Regions from separate parts of the Capra hircus genome. Here region 1 is linked to region 2. The links are chromatin contacts, called in public Hi-C maps. All regions are on one chromosome and are shown on one strand. The core of a region is the stretch at or near the end of the contact, and the rest is flanking DNA. Distances in the headings are between cores, read along the strand shown. Region 1 has its middle 78 kb from the start of UPP2. Region 2 overlaps ACVR1 (activin receptor type-1).

The links. Hi-C and Micro-C count contacts between places; a contact is called where the count stands out from the background.
Region 1: a Hi-C map of blood shows a contact between it and region 2, with 8 times the contacts expected there. The contact joins two enhancer-like sites. A contact is called at or near these places in 3 of 5 Hi-C or Micro-C datasets (blood and liver).

Annotation. Positions count from the first base shown.
Region 1 is chr2:97,837,864-97,842,878 of ARS1.2, forward strand. No RefSeq gene overlaps it. Among named protein-coding and RNA genes, the nearest start is that of UPP2, 78 kb to the right of the region's middle. Within about 2 kb of position 3,003, at least 1 of the 5 cell types and tissues checked has an H3K27ac peak or open chromatin away from gene starts, as enhancers often do.
Region 2 is chr2:97,618,100-97,623,185 of ARS1.2, forward strand. It overlaps ACVR1 (activin receptor type-1), which reads right to left. Exons shown (of 11, transcript XM_005676108.3): 4 at 1,848-2,111. Among named protein-coding and RNA genes, the nearest start is that of ACVR1, 99 kb to the right of the region's middle. Within about 2 kb of position 3,567, at least 2 of the 5 cell types and tissues checked have an H3K27ac peak or open chromatin away from gene starts, as enhancers often do.

The sequences.
Region 1 (5,015 bases), core at 1,753-4,252, 220 kb after region 2:
GCAGCCAAAGATGGAGAAGCTCTATACAGTCAGTAAAAAGAAGACTGAGAGCTGACTGTGGCTTAGAGCACGAACTCCTTATTGCCAAATTCAGACTTAAACTGAAGAAGTGGAAAACCACTAGACCATTCAGGTATGACCTAAATCAAATCCCTTACAATTATACAGTGGAAGTGAGAAATAGATTCAAGGGATTAGATCTGATAGAGTGCCTGAAGAACTATGGACGGAGGTTGGTGACATTGCACGGGAGGCAGTGATCAAGACCATCCCCATGGAAAAGAAATGCAAAAAGGCAAAATGGTTGTCCAAGGAGGCCTTCCAAATAGCTGAGAAAAGAAAACATGAAATGCAAACGAGAAAAGGAAAGATATACCCATTTGAATGCAGAGTTCCAAAGAATAGCAAGGAGGGATAAGAGTCTTCCTCAGTGATCAATGCAAAGAAATAGAGGAAAACAATAGAATGGCAATGACTAGAGATCTCAAAAAAAATTAGAGACACCAAGGGAATATTTCATGCAAAGATGAGCACAATAAAGGACAGAAATGGTATGGACCTAACAGAAGCAGAAAGTATTAAGTAGAGGTGGCAAGAATACAAAGAACTATACAAAAAAAATCTTCATGACCCAGATAACCACAATGGTGTGATCACTCACCTAGAGCCAGAAATCCTGGAATACGAAGTCAAGTGGGCTTTAGCAAGCATCACTACTGACAAAGTAAGTGGAGGTGATAGAATTCCAGTTGACCTATTTCAAGTCCTAAAAGATGATATGTGAAAGTGCTGCATTCAATATGCCAGCAAATTTGGAAAAGTCAGCAGTAGCCACAGGACTGGAAAAAGGTCAGTTTTCATTCCAATCCCAAAGAAAGGCAATGCCAAAGAATGCTCAAACTATCGCACAATTGCACTCATCTCACATGCTAGTAAAGTCATGCTCAAAATTCTCCAAGCCAGGCTTCAACAGTACATGAACCATGAAGTTCCAGGTGTTCCAGCTGGTTTTAGAAAAGGCAGAGGAACCAGGGATCAAATTGCCAACATCTGTTGGATCACTGAAATAGCAAGAGAGTTCTAGAAAAACATCTATTTCTGCTTTATTGACTATACCAAAGCCTTTGACTGTGTGGATCACAATAAACTGTGGAAAATTCTGAGAGAGATGGGAACACCAGACCACCTGACCTGCCTCTTGAGAAACCTGTATGCAGGTCAGGAAGCAACAGTTAGAACTGGACATGGAACAACAGACTGGTTCCAAACAGGGGTAGGAGTACATCAAGGCTGTATATTGTCACCCTGCATATTTAACTTACATGCAGAGTGCATCATGAGAAACGCTGGGCTGGATGAAGCACAAGCTGGAATCAAGATTGCCGGGAGAAATATCAATAACCTCAGATATGCAGATGACACCACCTTTATGGCACAAAGTGAAGAGAACTAAAGAGCCTCTTGATGAAAGTGAAAGAGGAGAGTGAAAATGTTGACTGAAAGTTCAACATTCAGAAAATGAAGATCATGGCATCTGGTCCCATCACTTCATGGGAAACAGATGGGGAAAAAGTGGAAAGTGTCAGACTTTATTTTTGGGGGCTCCAAAATCACTGCAGGTGGTGACTGCAACCATGAAATTAAAGGACACTTGCTCCTCGGAAGAAAAGTTATGACCAACCTTCATGGCATATTAAAAAGCAGAGAGATTACTTTGCCAACAAAGGTCTGTCTAGTCAAAGCTATGGTTTTTTCCAATAGTCATGTACGGATGTGAGAATCGTACTATAAAGAAAGCTGAGTGCTAAAGAATTGATGCTTTTGAATTGTGGTGTTGGAGAAGACTCTTGAGAGTGTCTTGGACTGCAAGGAGATCTAAGCAGTCCATCCTAAAGGAAATTAGCCCTGAATATTCACTGGAAGGACTCATGCTGAAGCTGAAACTCCAATATTTTGGCCTCTGATGCGAAGAACTAACTCATTGGAAAAGACCCTGATGCTGGAAAAGATTGAAGGTGGAAGGAGAAGGGGATGACAGAGGATGAGATGGCTGGATGGCATCACTGACCTGATGAATATGAGTTTGAATAAGCTCGGGAAGTTGGTGATGGATGGGGATGCCTGGCATGCTGTAATTCATGGGGTCGCAAAGGGTTGGACACGACTGAGCGACTGAACTGCACTGAACTGAGGTGGTGCTAGTGGTAAAGAATCCTCCTTCAATGCAGGAGATGTAAAGAGACTCTAGTTGGATCCCTGGGTCAGGAAGATCCCCTGGAGGAAGGCACGTCAACCCACTCCAGTGTTCTCATTTGGAGAATCCCTTGGACAGAGGAACCTGGTGGGTTGCAAAGTGTTGGACACGACTAAAGCAGCTAAACACACACACAGGGTGTTAATATAAAATAACACTAGGTTTGCTTTCCAGAGAGGATACTACCAATGAACAGTTTCAAAAGGTACCTTTAAGACGGGGTAGGGGTAGGTAGACATCCTTAGAGGAAAGATTTAAATGTCCAAATAAGGCATCAGCTCAACTCAGATATAGTGAGCGGAGTCCTCAGTCTTCTGGTCCCTTTTGCCCTGCTCTCTCCCTAACTTTGAGGGGCCCATTCATTTCTTTCTCTGAAGCTGGCACTCAGCTCAACATTGACAGCTTCTCTGGCCTCGGCAGTCGTAAATAATATCTCACAACATCTGTTAAACCCTTTCTGTACACTGGTAGGCAATGTGATAAGCACTTGACCCACATACTCTGATCACCTTGTATCAATTTTGCGAAGCAGTGATCTAGATCATTATATTCATTTATACACAGAAAACACCAACCATGATATGAAGCCCTTTGCCTGACGTGACATAAGTCAGGTTTTTGTGACTTCAAAGCCCAAGCTCTTTCCTCTTTGCATTCAGCCCCTTGTTCTTTTTCCTTGTTTCTCCTGGCTGGTGCTTCCAGTTAGCAGCCTCTCCATTCAACTAATTTCCCCACAACAGATTGATCTTGCCCAGCTCTCCAATGCCCTGAGGGTTCCCTGGCAACCACCAGGCCCTAAGGTTCTCAGCTAACCGGTCTCTGCAAGTGCTCTCTGCCGCCCCCGCCTGGCAAACCTTAACACAGATTAATCCCTTGGTCAACACATTTGCTAAGAGTAGCATGATTTTTCCTTATATATGCCTTTCTGTGAATCAGACGCTCATGTATTACTGTTTAAATTAAGAAAAACAATGATAAATTGTCAAGACCAAGATCTAAGAATACATTTAAGGTCTCAAAAGTTGGACTAAAGACAAAGTAAATTTAACCTGTATTGGATACATGGATCCTCAAGAAAAGTTAATGGGAAGTAAGAATATCGGCGTGCTGCAGTCGAAGGGGTCGCAAAGAGTCAGACGTGACTTAGCAACTGAACAACAACAAAAACAAAAGAATATTTCAAATTCAAAATCTTTTGAGACTTTCCCTAAAGATGAGAAATTATGATTTTTCCTAAAGATGAGAAATTTAGATTTTTTTAAAAAAAGACTTTATATACCCCAATAAAAAACAAAGAAACAAAAGACAGTATCTTTCACATGATTTCCCACTTTGGCAGTAGTCCCCCTTATTTGCAGGGAAAACGTTTCTCAATGAATACCTGGAAACTTTTATATCAATATACTATGTTTTTTTCACATACATGCATATCTATGATAAAGTTTACTTTGTAAATTAGACACAGTGAGAGATTAACAACAATAATAAAATAGAGCAATTATAACAAAAATACTGTAATAAAAGCTAACTGAATGTGGTCTCTCTCTCAAAATATCTTGTACAAGCTTAATGCCTTTTCCAAATTAACTGAGCACTTACCAGGCACTGTGGTGATAAATTTTGCAGTTTGAGGTACAGAAAAACAAAACCAGCAGAGGTTTCTTTTTCCTTCTTCACAATTTCAAAGAGAGAGGATTCCGTCTTACCACAGGCCTCAGCATTGGATGGTTTCCCTTTCCTCAAGTTGAGCACTTTCACCTTTTCACTTCAAGGAAGCACTTTATAGCTTCCCTGTGGCATAACTTGATTGCCACAATCACTAGACATCCACTTTGGTGTCATAATTAAGTACAGTAAGGGTTACCTGAACCCAAGCTCTACAAACCACCACACCAACAGCTGATATGCAGGCAAAGAAGATGCAAGTCGCGGGCAGGACATCGCGAGATTTCATCATGCTGCTCAGAATGGCCTGCAACTTAAAACTTGCTAATTATTTATTTCTGGAGTTTTCCTCATTATTTTCAGGCGGCGGTTGACTTTGAGTAACAAACTATAGGAAGCAGAACCTTGGATAAGAGAGGATGATTGTACATAAGTCTGTTTATGAAACTTTATCAAAGTGTTTCAGGAAAGCCAGTATTAAAGTGTAAATTTACTGTTTTGAGAAGATCATTACTTCTTCAGCTTAATAGAAATAAGGCAATGTGAGATTAGTAGTTAACTTGTTAAATTACTTATTTGATTCTGTTGTGTGCCACATATACAGTAGGTGTTCAGTCAATGTTTGATGAATTATAAATAGTACCTAAATAGCTTTTTCAAATTCTGGAGGAGTGGAAAGGAATGTTATTTGACTTGGGTTAACACTGGAATTTCTGCTAAATACACAGTTGTTTGAAAGTTCTACTCAATAAAATACTGTACCAGTACAATGAAGTAGTGGGTATCCTCTTTCCCCAAAGTTAATGACTTTCTCAAGCATTTGGCTTTCTTACCATAGGATTAGTTCCATTATTTCTAGGCCAGTCAATAGGCACAATTCCAAGATTAAGAGCAATTTGGATCACTATTCTCCTTTCATCACATATTCATTATTCTCTGTTTGAATAAGACCTGTAATCAGTGTTATTTACCAATCTTTATGGTGAAACTTTAAACCACTGATTATTCCTGTCTTTGCAGGTATTAAACACCATTTCAAATATCCTTTCAATAAATTTGTAGTAGCTAATGAGGTCCATTTTTCCAGATTTTTCAG
Region 2 (5,086 bases), core at 2,317-4,816:
ATGTTTTATCATCAAGCCCTTACAGACAGATATTACGCTGCAATATTCCTATGAGAAAGTGCTATCTGAGTTAAGGCCAAATTATCCAATCTATGGGCCTTCTCTTCAGTGTTATCTTGGATATCTATTGCTGTATTCTCATTGCTATTTTTACATCATGATTTATGCCTAGGAACCTATTCATTCAACTTTCTTTAACTCACGTATTCAACATTAATTCACTCACTTAAAACATTCACTCTTTGATTCACGCACTCACCTAATCACACACTGACTCTGGCTCCGACATTATCACTTTACCCATTCAAACATTTATGCATTCATTCACCTAAACTTAACTCACGTGTCACAGAGGCTTTCATCTTGTCTAGTGAGTTAAGTCAAAGCTTCTTAGTTGGATAGTGAAGGTCATAATTAAAAGATCCCAAAGCTATTATCACCTCTGAATTTCAGACCCCTTCCTAAGACATTATACAACCAAGCCCTGTTCTTCCCCATGAAGGTCATATTCTTTCCATGTTCCTGGCCCCTTCAGTCATCCAATCTCAAGCTGAATTTCCTTTATAAATTTCTCTAAACTTTCCAAATCCAAATTAATCAACAACTTGGCACATAATACTCCAAGGTACATGTCATTTGTAAGATAAAATATAAAACTAATTATGTACAACATTAAATTATAAACATCATGTCTCCCTAATTAAATTAGAAATTCCTTCAGTAAATAAATTTTGTATTACAACTCTAATCTGGCAGAGTCTTCTGCAGATGAGAAACTTTTCATACTGTAGACATGATTTTTATGTGAATGCAGACATTTTTCATGGTCCATCCACTCTATTAATCACAGCTTAACTCACATAGTTTAAAAGTTTATTCCATCAAGTACCCTTTTTAGTTTTAACCATTTAATACAAAATCTATTTTATTATTCAATCCTATTTGCTTATCAGACTTTAACCTTTCTATAGACCTTAAGGTCCTCACCATAACTTTAAAAATTATGAATTATGCAACATGATCTTGTATCAGTTTTTTGTTTTTCTTTTTATTTTTTCATTTTTCTCTCTCTCTTGCTAGTTAGCATTTCTGGCCTTGGATGCTCCTCATAACCTCTCCTATAGTTTGTTTCTTTTTTGTGTGAGTGTAAGATTGATTAAGGACACCTGTTAAAAATGTACTATATATTAAGAAAGTAAATTTGGCTTGGGCTGTATCTACAGATTAAGGTACATTAATATTTGTAGGGACTTTGAGATGCAGTTTAGGGTTCATTTTATGGGGAGTTTCGGAAGAGGACTGAAGTCCATATTGACTATAATATGGAGACGGTTCCACATGAACTATAAGGTTGAGGTGAAATGTCACCCAGCCTCCAGCTGCAGTGACAGGTCACTGGGAGTCTGATACAGGAGAATGGCTTTGTCTCCTTCCTCTTAGGAAGGAAAGGTAGTCCTCTCGGATACCAGAGCCTTATGTTCCATTTCCCTCTCTACATGCTCAACATAGAGACAAGTCCCTAATAAGCACAACTGTTTTAGAAATTATGATCTCATAGCCCCTTTCAGAAAAAGGTATCAGAGCTACTCACCCTCTCATGACATCTGGTCTGCCAAATCGTCCCCACAGTAGATATCACTCTGCTCACTTTCCCCAATATGCCCATCCTCCTTATAAATTCCAAAAGGCCATGCCTTTCTCTTCCTCACTGGACCTAAACTTCCTTGTCACCCATTGTTCAAAGAGTAGGAGGAAAGCCTTGTGGCTACTCACATCTTTAACCCACAAAGAACCAGGATAAGACTAACTGAAACCCTTCACCTAGAAATAGAAAAGTCCATGGGAACCTTTAGTAGGCAGCTGGGCCGTGATGTTCCTGTTACACCAGTCCCCTTGGCAGCACTCCACAGCCTGGCCAGGTGACGGCGGGGTCTTACAGGTCATCTTCCCCTGCTCGTAGACCTGGAAGCAGCCTTTCTGGTAGACGTGGAAGCCATCATTTATGCTCAGCGAGGAAAAGCACTGCTGGCCTTCACAGTGGTCCTCACTCCCACAGGAGAGGCCTTCACACACACACATGTAAAGTTTGGGGTTTACCTTGGGCTTCTCATCTGCAAAGTGGGGAGAGAAAGGAAGACAAACAAAAATCACTGTGTGGGTTGTAACCCCACTGGGGGAATCATGCAGTCTCTTCAAGATCAATACAAACACATTAACCGAACCAAAAGTCAGGTGAAGCATCACCACTGGTCATGATCTTATATCTCTCATCTGACCAACCACCAAATAATAATCACCTCTCAAGATATGAGTGTGTTTCTATAAGCTGGGTGTGCTTTTAGATCCTACCAGGCTGAAGAACGGTTATCATCTGTTACAGGCTTCTGAAAATGGACTTCTCCCATTGTGGCTTTCAAGATATCTTTGGTCTGGTGGGCTCTCATACCCCAGTTCTTGAATCAGAATGTTTTTACCAGAACATAATGCTCATTACTTTTATTTTTTGTAGAAGAGGCTCCCAGATACATGGCATCTGCTAATACCAGCTCCTGCTAGCTGCATACAAAACCCCATCAACTACTCACACAAGGGCAGCTGATGTTCCTGCCATCACCTGTCTGCTTCAGAAACACAACAGTACAGAAGAGTTCACAAAGGTGCACGGTCTATAATTACATATCCATATTATCGATAGTTTCGCTTAGATGTCTAGATTAATTTTTCCGTAGGGGAACACTTAAGTTTTTACATTAATTACTATGGGAATTCATCACTGCTAAAACATTTTCACCTGGCAGAAAAAAAAATTGGCACTAATTATTGAGGATGGAGGCACAAAAAGACAAAGGGAACAGAACAGTGTTTGAACAGTAAAGTAACAAGTGGGACTAAAGGAAAAGCCTACACAGGTTGGTCCAAGGCACAAGACAGATCATCAGTGAAGCATACCTCACCAGACCTCCTAACTGTCTCTTTCTGAAAACACTCATTTGCAGTTTCATCTTTCAAATCACTCTTTTCTTTCCTGTGTTAGAATAATTAGTTCAGACTTGCTGGTACCAACAGTTTCCACTAGCGGAGAAGGAAAGTGAAGACAGCGTATAAACAGCCAATTCCTGGAGGCCCCTGATTAGTCTGCTGAGGCCACTTTGACCAAAGCTATGTTCATATAAAGGGGTGTCGCCTTTCAAAACCCCCTGAAGGTCTGCAGCACACACAGGCTGCCTTCTAGTCCCTGAACCCTCTGTGGCAGCAGGTCAGTGAGAGAATGGCTTCCTTCTTAAAATAACAGGTCAGATGGCTGTGCTTTCAAGAGGAGACCTTAAGGTAAGGTCTTTGAAAATGTCAAGTTCATTTACACAGATTTGTGTGGGTATGTGTGGAGGTGTGGGTTATCTCAAAAAGAGAGAAGCGTTCTTCATCTTTCTTCTTCCCTCTTCAAAGCAGTGAAAAATAGTTCACTGCCCACTGTAATGTGGGTGCCTCGTCCCACGGAGTAAGCGCATACAGACACACAGACACAAGCTTTCTATTTATAATTGCCTTGCTAGGTCTTTTGAAAACCACAAGGGGCTCATCCAAGAGCAGAGACATGCCCGAAAGCAGAAAATCCAAAATAGCCGCTGACAGTGTATGCATGTCACCAGACTCACCCCCAAGGAGCAAGAGCCCTCAGACATTTTTAATGAGCAATAATGCTAATGAGCCGAGGGGTAGTCTTTTATTTTTCCTTGCCTAGAGAAATCCAAGAGAAATTCCAGCACCAATCTATTTCTATGAGGATGAGAAACATATATATCTGTTGACATAATCCAGCAAAAAGTTTACTCTTGCCAAAAGCAAGTTGAAAGATAATATTTCTAGGGAGTCTAGACATGCTTGCCACTCTCGGATGGCACAAAGCTGTGCTGAGAGCTGCCAACTATGCTGCCCAACAGGTGATGGCTCTCTGGAGGGAAATGGATGGGCGGGGTGAGGCGCAGAGTTAGTGGTGTCATACTGATTTGCGATCAGAGCTGAGAATTTAAAAGTGTATGTTGAAACGCTGTTGAGTAATGTAATTTATGTAAATGTGAAACACAAATGTGTATTTTAAGACCCTAAATAATTTTTAAAGGTCATGGATATCCAAAAATACTTACTGAATACATTAAAGAGGTTGTATCTGTTGATGCTGGGTTGGAGAAGAGGGCTTGAAGGGGTAAAATGAAAATAAGACAGGAGAGGAGCTGGCCACAGACTGATAATGAATAGAGGAGGATGAATCATTTACTTGCTACATGTACGGTCTGCCAGGAACAACCACGACCACCCCAGGCCATAGAGGGCTCACTCATCACTGATTCTATGGAAACAGATGGTTCAGGGTACCAAAGAATTAATCGCACTTGGTGGTTCTAATAAAATTTTTAAAAAGTCAATTAAAAGAAATAAAGTAATGACAATAATTTCTCTAATGTGCCTTCAGAGTGAACTCAGTTCTTCAAGTCAGAGCCCAAACTTTAGGTGCACAGGCACAAGATGTCTCCTGCCTTGCCAAGGTCTAGCTTTTGAAAGGACATGGGGATGGTCTGACAGATGTTTAAACTGTGACCTAGAGAATATTGCCAGAAGTGAGCAGCCTCAAGTACATACCATCTTTAGCAAGATTCAGCCCACTAGACCCAACCCTGCAGTGTATCCAGGCATAACTGGGTACAGATCTTAATCAGATTTTATCCTGTGGGGTTATACTCTAAGTTAAAAACCAAGGTTTTCAGATCTTCCCTGCCACAATCAGAAAAAAGGAAAAAAGAAGGAAGACAACTCTTAACTCTATGTAATAATTAACTCAGTCTCTGATATGGGACCATGAGTTCAGTTCAGCAGTTAGCAAATGGGAAAGTATAAAAACTCCACCAACTCTGCTTCCTATTTTGCTTTTCACCAACATTTACTTTTCTTAATTTGTGAATTCCCATATAACTGATTGGCAGAGCCCTTAGTGAATCAGGTTTTCTTATACAGCCAAATATAAAGACTTTAAATTCACAAGAATATAAGAATGACCCCATGCACCCCCACACACATCTACACCAGACCCAAA